3 separate regions of the Pan troglodytes genome follow, and all the other regions are linked to region 3. Evidence: chromatin contacts called from public Hi-C and HiChIP or PLAC-seq data. All regions are on one chromosome and are shown on one strand. Each heading gives the region's core, a stretch centred on a gene start, on an enhancer-like site or on the middle of the called end of the contact. The rest is flanking DNA. Distances are from core to core; before and after follow the strand shown.

Region 1 (4,470 bases), core at 703-3,202, 190 kb after region 3:
AGAACAAAAGGCATCAATGATGTAACAATGCCATGACTATTTTACAAAACTCTAAATGGCACATATTTTCTTATAGTCTGTAGGTAACCTCATCTACTCAAATATTCTTAGTAAATGCAGAGTCTGCTAGAAGATACCTACAAAGTCCAGACCAAAATGCTTAAGCAGTATTTTGCAAGACTATAACAAGGCATTTATAGATTTTTTAAAGACATCTAAAAATATCCTTATTATAAGTTTGTTAAAGATAAAATATAGCAAAATAATGAAAGAATAATTTTAATGTATTTAACCAGAGTAATCAAACCTACAGAATTTTTCAGATATAGTCATCTCCCTTATTTATTGATCAATGACACTCACATCATTTTAGGTATAAGGCAGACAACCTTGACAACGCCAATGCTGGAAAAAGGACGTTTTACATACTAAGATGGGGTGTCCCAAACTCACTCCAAAATGCCCTCTGCAACACTATTTTTAAAAAGAACTAAAAATGGAACTTTCCCATGTCTTCCAACTTGATTAAAAAACACCTATCCATTCAAGGAAGGGACAATCCAGAATCTAAGAATTATAACAGATATGATTATAAAAGAATAAATTAAAGTAAGGTAAGGTGAACTTCGACACATTATTATTTATTTACTTCCTTATATCACTTGCTGATGGATGGGACGTCAACTTTAAATCAGTGACTGCCAATATTCCGATAATGTCAGGGATACAAAGGGTGGGAGAAGAGTTGAATTTTACCATCATAAATAAGTATCCAATACCACTTTCTCAGAAAAATTTTCAACAATTCTATTGCACTAGACTTTGTAGCACAGTAAGAAACAGATACATGTTGATTACAATATGAACTCATATTCAATTCCTAGCTCCCTGACCACCAGCAAATCACTGAAGCTTTGTAGGCCTCAGTTTCTTCACATTTAAAATGAGGATTAGGAATATCTACCTTACAGGAATAAAGAAATGAAGTAACACATGTAAAACCCTCAGTAGAGTGCCAAGCACACAGCAAGCACCCGTGTGTTACGTAGTATTGTTACTACTATTATCCTGTCATCAGTAAGTGTTGCAGGTAACTCAAAGCAATTCTGAGATGTTTATCATCCATAACAGTCCTCAAGAAAATACCCAGAGGCCTTGAAAATAAAGTTCTTGAATGAGTGATTTTCTTCAAAGCCCAAAATGTCATTTTTTAATGAAACACTGTGTTAAAAGTACAGAACGGTAGTTTAGAAAGGTAGCTCTTGAATGTGACTCACAAGGCATACCAACAGGACCCTGTCTTTTACGGGGATCACATGGGGCTGTACTATCAGCTACGGGCTGGCTGTGCCCTCTGGTGGTTGGATACTGTGTTACTTGGTCTCTAGAACCTCACACTTAAAAGTTAGACAAGTGTCCTCAAATACTTAAATCACAGAATTTTAATTCTAGCGAGTCCTTGGTTATTATTCTGAGGGAAGATTTCTACAGTCAAAAGAGAATCAAATGTGCAGCGTCCTGGAAAACCTAAGTATTAAAATTCGCCCCCGTCTCACTGTACTTGACAGTAAAAGGCATGACTCTCTCAAAGCCATACATATTCCTGGACTCCTGCCTCCCGAGACTCCAGGAGGACTCTCGGGACTGGCCAGTGTCCCAGAGCACTGAGCGTTATCAGTCCTTGGTGTGGCTGCAGGGAGCGGACGTTCAATGTTCAGGCTGCCGGCAGCAGTGGGGTGTGTTGGGGGGGACCGGAGAGGTCTGTCACTCACCATTTTCCTCCAAGGGGATTTATTCTCCAAAAATTTATTCCAGAATTTCTCCATAGGCCCCATCTTCTGTGGGGGCAGCACCGGCTCCCGAGGGCTCAGCTCCTGGTCCTTCAGCCATCGCCTTCTCAGCTCTCGCAGCTGCTGCAGCCGCAGTTTCTCATCCGGAGTGTACCCCGTCATGTCGCCGCTGGTACCAACGCAAAAGGACACGGCGCACCCTCGAACTACGGACTAGTTACTTAAGCGCGCTCCCGCTCTGCAAAGCGACCTTGCGGGAACGCCGAGCGCCGCGCGCGGTTATTACGTCACATCCTGGTTCCGCCTCTGCAGGGGCCCCAGATTCCTCGCGAGGAAAGCAGTGTCTGGGCACGCACAAAGGTCTCCACCTCCAGTTCTCTCTACGCCCACCTCCGCTATACCCGACCAAATTAGGACCGGGTGGGGACAAGGAGTACTCGTAGTTGTGGGGCCTGAGGAAAGTGACAGATTAGACGAAAGTATGCTAAATTAGAGGACTGGAGGTTTTGCTAAGGAAGAACTTGTATGCTGGAAGGAGGAAGGATAAGCATAAGTGTTTCAGTGAATATGCTGGCCAGATTCAAAATTATTTGCTTGCCTCTCCCACCTTGGAATGACCTAGAGAGTGTATGAAAATAGTTACATCCCAGTTCAAATCCCAGCTATGCCAGTAACTGCTGAAATGCCCTGGGCAGCTGTCTCATCTGTCCCTCCATCTGTACAGGAATAGTGAAAAGAGTAGCTTAATATCTAGCAAAATTGCATAGATGAATTCATGCTTTCACCCAAAAATGCGTGTGGTGAAAATATGAAAGAGCATGCACGACTATTCAGCACGATTCATAATACCAAAATATTGGAAATTACCCCCAAATTCCTAAATAAAGGACTGCTTGAATAAATTGTAGTACAACAGTCAAAAGACAGCATTACAACGAATTAGTTTAAAAATCTTAATTGACTCTTATTCGTGATTCTAGAATCAGAAAACACCTCATTCTATAAAGTAGAATGAGTGTTCTGATCAGCTGAGCAGAGGCGGTTGGTTTTATTGGCAAATAGGGGCTGAAGAAAGCAGAAACCGAACAAAAAGTGGACTCATCGTTTCAAAGTTACTTTTAGGGTTAAAGCAGAAGAAACTTCCTTGTTTCACTGACTCAGACTTAAGGGAATTTCCTATTTTTTGGGAAACTGGCCCATTTCAAAGTTCAGTTTGATTGTGTGGTACTTAGCACAAACGACTCCATTCTGGTTTGGTCTGGTCTGCTGGGGCCTAGTGCGTGAAGCTAGTCCAAAACAGTGGCTTCCCAAAAACTTTCACACAACAAAGCAATGAAATGCTAATACAATCGTCAAAAGTAATAAGGAAGAACTCTATATACATCTGTGGTGTGACCTCCAGAATACATTACAAAGTGGAAAAAAAATGGATAGGAATTTATACAGTATGCTTTTACCCAAAAAGAGAAAGATGGTGGTAATTTCAATATATATACATATTTTCTTAAATATTCAAAATAATGGGAATGAAAACATTTGAGGTTTTTAAAGATGTTACCTATGGTGGAGGAAATAAATAGGATAGAGGAGACAGGGATAGAATCTAGACATCTCTGGAAACATCTTCATAAATTTGACTTTAGAACCAAGTAAATATTTCATATTGTGAAATTAAATTTAGCTTAAAGATGTCTCCCTGTTTTGAGTCCTTATATAATGAACTGCAACCCAACTTAGTATGCAATTTAACTCACAGCCTAACTTAGGAATATACTTCTGTAACAAATAACTGAGTCTCAGCCAATCATCACAGGTGGTCAACTGATCAGCCCATGTTCAAATAAGGCAAAGGCCAACCTGTAGCCAATCAAGCTGTTTGTGTATCTCATTTCTGTTTTTTTTTCTATGCGTGCTGCCTGGCCTCTTTGTGGAACGATACTTTCTGAACCTCCTCTGGTTCTGAGGGCTGCCTGATTCTCAAATTGGTCATTGCTCAATTAATTTCTGCTAAATTTAATTTTTCTAAAGTTTTAATTTTAACAATATCATTACAAAACAAAATTAAATTTACAAAAAGCAGTCCATAAAAATCAAGTAAAAACCAGTAGCTCTTAATTGGTCCACTTGGTGGCATAATCTCAAAGGTACACATCATTCTAAATACAATAGCCCTTGTAACAACGCTGGGGTTAGGAGTGCCAGTCCCCTCCACTTGGCACAATCAAACATCCACATATAACTTTCGACTCTCCAAAAACTTAATAGCCTACTCTTGACCAGAAGTTTTACCGATAACATACAGTCGATTAACACACATTTTGTATATGTATTATATGCTATATTATTACAATAAAGTAAGCCAGAGAAAATAAACTGTTATTAAGAAAATCATAAGGAGGCAAAGAGAGGGGTTGGTCTTGCTGTCTTGGGGTGCCAGAGGCAGAAGAAAATCCACGTATGATGGACCCTCGAAGTTCAACCTGTTTTTTTCAAGGATCAACTATAACTTTAAACCATTGAATTATTGTAAATCCACTGAGAGACAACCCGCAAAAACAAACAAAAAAAAACAACTTAAAAAAAATCTTGGCCAGGCGTGGTGGCTCACGCCTGTAATCCCAGCACTTTGGGAGGCCAAGGCGGGTGGATCACAAGGTCAGGAGATCGAGACCTTCCTGGC
Region 2 (4,370 bases), core at 541-3,040, 140 kb after region 3:
TTCCCAGGCCCCCTCTCATCGACTTTTTTTTGTTTTTCGGTTTTTTTTTTTTTTTTTTGGAGACAAGAGTCTCACGATATCACCCAGGCTGAGTGCAGTGGTGCGATCTCACCATAACCTCTGCCTCCCTGGTTCAAGCGATTTTCATTCCTCAGCCTCCTGAGTAGCTGGGACTACAGGAGTGCACCACTACGCCTGGCTAATTTTGTATTTTTCGGTAGAGACGGGGTTTCACCATATTGGCCAAGCTGGTCTCGAACTCCTGACCTTGTGATCCACCCGCCTAGGCCTCCCAAAGTGCTGGCTGCAGGGAGCCGAAGGCCCTTGGGATGTGACCAACTCAGCATTCCGCTGGAGGCTATATGATCAAACAGCAAACTGTTTATCATGAATGCAGCACGTGGGCAAACTCACACTGCCTTGCCACCAAAAGGTTTGCTGAGCGCCTCACTCCCTGGCGCCAGGCTCCTTGAAATTATTTATTGAGAAATCTAGCACCTATTGTTCAAAGACTGCAGTCTTGCAAGCCTGCTGTGAATCAAGCAGCCAGCCAACAAGCACCTCCCCTTCTCGCTATCTCTTTTGCCTAATAAACAAGAAGGGCTGTGTAAAGCTCAGGGCCCTTGTCCACTAGAGGCAAGGTGCCCCCTGACCCCTTCTTCCAGATATACTCTTTTGTCTCTTGTCTTTTATTCCCGCGTTCGCCCCTCTTTGTTCAGTCCCCTAGGTCCGTGCGGGTTACATAGTGGCACCCCGAACAGCAACAGCATCGGGTGCTCTACAGCTGGGATTACAGCGTGAGGGACCACGCCCGGCCTCATCGATATCTTTTAAGTACCACCTCCTTTCACCTCTTTCCCAGAAGCCTCTGCTCATCTCCAGCACAAAGTAATTCGATACAAATTTACAAAATGGTCATTACCCAGGATCACCTGTCTCCGAAGTTAAATGGAAACACCTGTATTAAAGCCTAAAGCTATTCGGTCTGGAAAAGTCCGGCTCCTCTCCAGCTTCCACTTCTTTAGGCGTGCAAATAAGATTCGGCAGAGTAAGCATCAACTTCCTTTAAGCTCAGACCGCACTTTGTGCTCAGTACTGTAATTATCTGCCCTTTGTGTCCCATCCCTTGGGCTGTAATGTATACTAAGGAAGAGCCCTTATCTTATTTCTCAATCTCTGTCAGTACCCAGCCAAGCACACAGTAGACTTTAATATTAGTGAAAATAAATGAAACAGAAAATTTCTTCCCCAGCTTTGAACCTAAATAGATGAGCACCCTTAAGCAAGTCACTTCACCTCGCTGGAACTCAGTTTCCCCACCTAGGCCTCCGAGGGCTCCTCAAACTCTGGCAACCTCTAGCCTAAAATGCTGCGGAGATCTTACCACAAACCCGGGGTGTCTGGCAGGCTATCTGCATTGATTAAAAGAAGGGAACGAAGCAAGAGAAAAACAAGTCCTCAATTGTTTTCCGCCGAGAAGGCGCCGCTGGAGACACTCACCCTCCCTAAACCAGGGGGCCATGTAGCTCAGGATGTAGGTAGGGTCCAGGGTCTTCCGGATATAATCCTGGAAGGCTTGCAGGCTGCGCCGCTGCTCAGTGGTCATGCCGGCCTCTGCTTCCAGCTAGCTACGTTCCCCGCAGGCTGTGCCTCACTAGCTTTAAAGCCGGGTAGGAGGAGGGCGTGGCGAGCGGGGAAAGCAGGGATTTTCCGAGGAAATGATGCCGGACGCGAGGCGGAGCTGCATAGGAACTTTAATAACTAAAGGGAAAATCGAAAGTGCAACTAGCGGCGGGCGGGGTCCGCGGAGGCTGTTTTGCCTCGGGCTAGTTTCGTTTCCCTCCGCACCGAGGAAGCCCGGGAACGGAGAGGACCCCTAGGAATTGCTTTTATTTTTATGATCTTATATTTTGTTTTGCTTTTATAGCGCTAACGTTTAGACACAGTAAAATGCACACAATCTGAGTGTGCAATTCGATGAGTTTTGTAAAGTGTACACCTGTGTACCCAGTTCTCCCACGTCGGCTGGGTGCCAGGGTAAGTCTATGTTTAGCTTTATAGGAAACCGCCACCTGTTGTCCAAAATGACTGATTACATCCAGTTTACATTCCCACCCGCAGTAGGAGAGCTCCAGTAGATAGACACATTGGTCAGCCTTTCTTTTTTTTTTTTTTTATTTTAACTTCCATCTTGGTCGGTGTGAAATGGTATATTATTGTGGTTTTAATTTTAATTTCCCATATAATTAATGGTGGGCACATTTGCATGTGCTTACTGGGTCATTCATATATCTTTTGTGAAGCATCTGCTCCAATCTTTTGCCTGACTTTGGAGTTTTTTGGTTTATGGATTTACAGGAGTTATTTATTCAGGATACAAAATTGTTAAATATATGTATTCGAAATATCTTCTTCCAGTCTGTGGCTTACCATTTCATTTTCTTAAAGGTGTCTTTTGAGGAGCAGACACTTATATTGATGCAATTTTCAGGTTTTTCTTCTGTTTGTTGTTTTTTGTGTCCTCTTTAATAAATCTTTGCCTACCCCAAGGTCATGAAAATATTGTTTCCTTTTAGATTTATATTTTTAGCCTTTACTTCTGGGTCTATTACTATCTCAAAATAATTTTGTTGTGGCGTGAGATGGGGGGTCCAGGTTCACTTTTTCCATATTTCTAATTGTTTCAGCACCGTTTGTTGAAAACTTTTCCTTTTGCCATTGGATAGCCTTGGGACCTTTGTAAAAAAACCAAGTCCATTGAATGTATGTGTGTCTATTTCTGACTCTTGTTATATTCTACTTCCTACTACTTTGACAATACCATTGTCTCTAGGTTACTTTAGATTTCAACTAAGTCTCAAAATCACGTACTACTAAGTTCTCCGAATTTGTTTTTCACTGTGAAGATATTAGCTATTTGAGATTCTTTGCATTCCTTTTTTTTTTTTTTTTTAAATTTCTTTTTTGAGACAAGGTCTCGCTCTGTCTCCCAGGCTGGAGTGCAGTGGTGCAAACAGGGGTCACTGCAACCTTGAATCCCTGTGCATTTCCATATGAAATAAGAATCAACTTGTCAATTACCCCGTCCTTCCCCCAAAAAAAGTTTATTGGGATTTTGATCAAGATTGCATTGAACCTACAGATAAACTTGGGGAGAAGTGACATCTTAACAATATTGAGTCTTCTAATCCATAAGCATGGTATGCCTTTTCATTTACTTAGGTCTATAATTTCTCTCAGCAGTATTTTAGTTTTGTTTCATTTTATTTTACAGACGGAGTCTCACTATGTTGCCCAAGCTGGAGTGCAGTGGCTATTCACAGGCACAATTATAGTGTGCTACAGCCTTGAACTCTTGGGCTCAAGGGATCCACCTGGACTCAAGCAATCCTCCTACCTCAGCCATCCAGAGTAGCTGGGACTACAGGCACGGGCCATCACACCTGGCTATTCTGAACTATTTTATGTTATTTGATGCTACTGTCAATGGAATTGTTTTTAAGATTTCATTTTCAAATTGTCTGTTGCTACTGTATAGAAATACAAATGATTGGCTGGGTGTGGTGGCTCACGCCTGTAATCCCAGCACTTTGGGAGGCTGAGGTGGGTGGATCACCTGAGGTCAGGAGTTCGAGACCAGCCTGGCCAACATGGTGAAACCTCGTCTCTACTAAAAATACAAAAAATAGCCGGGCGTGGTGGCGGGCGCCTGTAATCCCAGCTACTCGGGAGGCTGAGGCAGGAGAATCGCTTGAACCCAGGAAGCGGAGGGTGTGGTGAGCCGAGATTGCACCACTGCACTCCAGCCTGGGCGACAGAGTGAGACTCCATCTCACACACACACACAAAAAAAGAAATACAAGTGATTTTTGTTTTTTGACCTTAAAACATGCAACATTGCTAACTTCACTTATTTGTTCTAGTAATTGTTCTGTAAATTCCTCTAAGTTTTCTAGATAAATAATGATGTCATTTGTGAATACATACTTTAACTTCTTCCTTTCCAATCTTTATGCCTTTTATTTCCTTTCATTATAGTTTTTCTTTTTGAGACAGGATCTCACTTTTGTCAACCAGGCTGCTGCAGCCTCCACCTCCCAGGCTCAAGGATCCTTCCACTGCAGCCTCCTGAGTAGCTAGGACCACAGGTGCACACCACTACACCCAGCTAATTTTTGTATTTTTTTGTAGAGATGGGGTTTCGCCCTGATGCCCAGGCTGGTCTCAAACTCCTGAACTCAAGCGATCACCCATCTCGGCCTCTCAAAGTGCTGGGATTACAGACATGAGCCACCATGCCCAGCCAGTTTTACTTCTTTCTTTCCAGTCTTCATGCTTTTTGCCTCCTTTCTTTATTATGGTACCTCCTA
Region 3 (4,122 bases), core at 1,267-3,766:
GTTACATGCTTGGGTGGCATCCTCTCTGAAGGTCCCTAGAGTATATGCCCTCAGCTGGGCCATTAGCAGAACCTTTTATATCGTGACAGAAATATTTGTTAGGTGGACCCTGTGAGAGCGTAGTAATATGCCATGGCAATATACCCCTTAAACATTTAGCTTTCTCAACAGATCATGAAATACAAATTCAGGATGCAGGATTAGGATGAAAAAGAAACTAGATGGATAGGAGGGGAGAGACAGATGGTTAGAGAAGACACTAAATTCCCATTTTAGATGTGATGAATGACAGGCGCTGATATGGTTTGTAATCCCCACCTGTGGAGGGAAGGAGGTGATTGGATCATGGGGATGATTTTTATTATTAGCTATACTGAGAGAAACTGTAAGCAGCTGCCCAGAGGATTCTTGTTCCCTGGGAAGGCAGCTCAGGGATCAGGCCCTTAGGCAGTAATTAAGAGAGCACGAAAATTAAACGTATAGCAGGTGTGGTGGGAAGAGGGCATCAGGGGAGAGCCGTTGGATATTTACCGGGAGCCAAGATGAGGCTAAGACCTGCCTCTCCTTGTTATGAATTTAACTCTTTTTTTTCTTAAAGAGGAACAAAACGTTTATTTCAAATTTTCTCTGGTATGAAGACATATATTCAGTGAAAAATTTAGGGATTCTAAAGTCCCCTCAAAGCATTCAGGAGGACCACTGTGCATTCAGAGGACACTCTCTTGCCTGCTGCCAGGTAAGACATACCTGCTTCCCCTTCTGCCATAATTGTAAGCTTCCTGAAGCCTCCCCAGCATGCAGAACTGTGAGCCAATTAAACCTCTTTCCCTATGAATTACCCAGTCTCAGGGTTCTTTACAGCAGCGTGAGAACGGTCTAATACAGGCACCTTTGGAATATCCAGGTGGGGTTGCCACATATGGCTGCAAATCAAGAGTGTGAAGGTCAGAAAGTTAACTAAGACCAATGACAGAGACATAGCAGGCTTCAGCTAGAAGTGGCAGGCAGTCTGCATACTGAGAAAATAGATGAAGAAAAACTCAGCAAATGCAGAAACATATAAAGCAAGAGGAGAGAGTGTAGGGAAAGACCTTAAAAAAGAGGGACAAAAGAGGGAAGAGGTGACTCCTAAGAGCGGAGGGCTGAAAAGCCAAAAGGAGGTTAACATTTCTAGGAAAACGAATCGCCAGTGTCAAATACCACAGAGTAGTGAGTAAGGACAGGAACAGAGGACAGGCCCTGGGATTCACGATCTGCACGTCACTGGTGACAACGTCCAAGAGTAACAGACTGGGGGGATGTGGAACTATTTCCTTCACGGTTTTGGCCAGCGTGCTTACTAATAAATCTCAATTCCCTTCATAGCTCTGATTTGATTGTTTTCTGCGAAGGATTCTCAGTTACACGGATGTTATCATTGAACATTAGATACTTTGCTTTCCGAATGGCTGCCTCATTAAGAATCGCAATTTAGCTGGATGTGTCCTCATCGGACTTTCCCAGCCTTCTACTCACTCTCACCTTGCCCCTACTCTCCCTACCTCCCAAGGGGACTGGAGCATGATTTTTCAGGGATTGTGGTGCACCTCTGCCATATGGTGGACATTCAAAGAAAATTTAATTACTAATGTGAATGGAAAGGATTTAGGAAGTGGGTGGGAAAACAGTCTCCTCTCATATTGGAAATACAGTTACTTCCCCTTTCAAAATAAATATAAGTATTTATATTTCAAAGTTAAATATAACTAGATGATAGTTGTACCCTATAGTGCAGTATCACAGGGAAGGTGTAGGCTTTGGTGTCAAACCAACCTAAGGACTGAGTCTCAGCTGTTGCGCATTGCACACCTGCAAAGACGGGTAATATTCTTTACTTGTAAGGTGGTTGGAAGAGCTGAACTGAATAACGTGGAAAGAGTCGATCACAGGGCTTTGTGCAGAATAGGAGGGCAGTATAAAGTAGCAGGGGGGCTATTAGTACTGGCTATTGTTTACTCATCCTATAAGCTGTTTATTCAGAAAACTACAGTAACTTTCCAAATAATTTGTGCAGGAAAACCTCACCACCTTTCATCTAGAAAGATCTAATCACTTCTTTGAACGCCATTCACCCAAGAGGGCACAACTCCTACCAACATGAAAAGCAGATCTTGTGAAAGCCCACTTGCTGCCATCTCCCAGCCATTTCTCCGACTTCAGACCAGTGAACATCGTGCATTAGAAAGTGTTGTTACATGTCCAAGGAAATCTACATATAGAACTTTTGCCACGGAAATGCTGAAGTCCTATTCTGACAGCGTGACTCCGATGTCCACTTGGCAGGCTTTGCGCAAAGAATTAAGGCGAGGGTGGAGAGGGTGGGTAGGGTGGGGACGGACAAAGTGAGAAGGGAGGCGGGCCAAGTGACCACACGTACATGAAGCCTCTCCAGTTATGGCCAAATCATTTTTTAAAAATAATTCCATTTCTTCCCCACCCTTTGGTCACTTCCTAACGCCGGCTGGGGAGTCACATGCTAAGCTCCAAAGTGAGCAACAGACACCCTCGTCCCAGGTCCCATGCTGGCAGAAGCGGACCCGGGCCGAGGGATCAGCCCTCCCACTTCCTGCGGAGGAGCCCTTCGCAACCCTAGCCTCCAGCCCGGGGCGAAGTCCTCCAGGCCCGCGGGGGCGCCCGCAGGCTCCGCCCCTTCTTCGGCTAGCTGCCCGCCCGTCCCGCCCCTGCTCCGCCCTTCCCGCCCCTGCTCCGCCCATCGCGCGGCGGCCCCGGGGGCGAGAGGGGGCGGAGCGTGGAGGCGGCAGCTGGAGCCGCGCAGCGCACGGGAACGCGTCCCGCTGCTTGGGTCAGGTTCGCCGGTCGCGGGAGCCCCGCCGTGCAGTCGGAGGTGAGTACCGACGTGGCCCGACCCACGTCCCCAGGCGGGAGCGCCGTCCACCCTGTATCCCTCGAGAGTCGGTGCGGGCCTTTACCGAGGTGCCCGAGGCAGTGGCGGCCCGGGGGACACGGAGGCGAGCTTGGGGAGGCTGAGAGGAGAATCGGGGACGTGTTTCTGGCGACTGACGTCTCCACCCTGTCCCCAGTCTATGTCATGCCGGGGAGAGAAACCAGGGATTGGAAGTGGCTTTCCTAGACCCTTCTTAGCCTTGGCTGTGCGTGCTGTCCTGAAAGTCCTTGCCTAGGGTGTGCGGCCAGTCCTGGGAGTCCTAACCCCGAGGGTGTGAGGCCCGCACTGGGAGTCCTCGCCCAGGCCCGGCTAGCTGGATAGGGAAACCCTTGCTAAAGTTGTGCGGGCAGATCCGGGAATCCACTCCAAGGGGTAAAGGGAAAATGGGATGAGGGGGAAGAGACCCTTCGTGGGAGGCTTGAACACAGAGCCCACCATGATAGATTCGGAGATCTAGAAAGGAGCTTGGGCTGCAGTTATGACCAAGTCATTTTTTTCTAGATTCAGCTAGCACATCATAATGGCATCTTCCTTCTTGCAACACATGTAACTCTCTTCCCTTGGGGACAACCTCTAGGACAGAAGTCCCCAAACTTTTCTGGGACTCAGTACTCCTTTACACTCTTAAAAATTAGTATCTTAAGGAGCTTTTATGTGTGTTATATCTATCCATATTTATAATATGTAAGACTGAGACATTTGTACTATATTTAATAATTCATTTAAAAAGAATAGTGAACTAATTATATCTTAACATTGCCTATTTTTATGAAAAAGAACTATATTTCCCAAAACAGAAAATTATTGAGAAGAGTGGCATTGTTTTACATTTTTGCAAATCTCTTTGATGTCAAGCGTAATTGAAGACAGCTGGATTCTGATAGCTGCTTCTGCAGTCTGTTGCAATATCACATATCATGTAGCCTCTTGAGACCTCCACTGTATACTCCTGAAAATGTGTGAGTGAAAAAAAGCAAGTAACATTTTATTACTAGGAAAATGGTTTTGACTTTGGAGATCCCTAGGAATTCTCTGCACTACACTTTGAGGATGCTAGTGTAGGAAATGCTTCAGAGGCTTCATTCATTGGGCCTGCTTCTTGTTTGTGATCCTTCCTCTGATTGGGAACACACACCACCTCATGCCATGGACAGTATTAACCTCTGGTATCTGGAACC

What was found. A called contact is a pair of places that touch in the nucleus more often than the background predicts. HiChIP or PLAC-seq counts read pairs in DNA pulled down with a chosen protein or histone mark.
Region 1: a contact with region 3 is called in a Hi-C map of stem cell-derived neural progenitor cells, with 8 times the contacts expected there. The contact joins the promoter of NDUFB6 here to the promoter of ACO1 in region 3. A contact is called at or near these places in 5 of 7 Hi-C or Micro-C datasets (blood, induced pluripotent stem cells, a lymphoblastoid cell line and 1 more), 1 of 1 datasets of contacts at active chromatin or transcription factors (stem cell-derived excitatory neurons) and 1 of 1 other capture datasets (stem cell-derived neural stem cells).
Region 2: a contact with region 3 is called in an H3K4me3 HiChIP or PLAC-seq map of stem cell-derived excitatory neurons, with 3 times the contacts expected there. The contact joins the promoter of RIGI here to the promoter of ACO1 in region 3. A contact is called at or near these places in 2 of 7 Hi-C or Micro-C datasets (induced pluripotent stem cells and stem cell-derived neural progenitor cells) and 1 of 1 datasets of contacts at active chromatin or transcription factors (stem cell-derived excitatory neurons).

The regions. Positions count from the first base shown.
Region 1 is chr11:83,432,176-83,436,645 of NHGRI_mPanTro3-v2.0_pri, reverse strand. NDUFB6 (NADH:ubiquinone oxidoreductase subunit B6) reads right to left here and starts at 1,952. Exons shown (of 4, transcript NM_001246208.1): 1 at 1,773-1,952. The coding sequence starts at 1,952.
Region 2 is chr11:83,478,811-83,483,180 of NHGRI_mPanTro3-v2.0_pri, reverse strand. RIGI (RNA sensor RIG-I) reads right to left here and starts at 1,790. Exons shown (of 22, transcript XR_010148722.1): 1 at 1,501-1,790.
Region 3 is chr11:83,618,539-83,622,660 of NHGRI_mPanTro3-v2.0_pri, reverse strand. ACO1 (aconitase 1) reads left to right here and starts at 2,516. Exons shown (of 21, transcript XM_009456435.4): 1 at 2,516-2,884. The coding sequence starts at 2,559.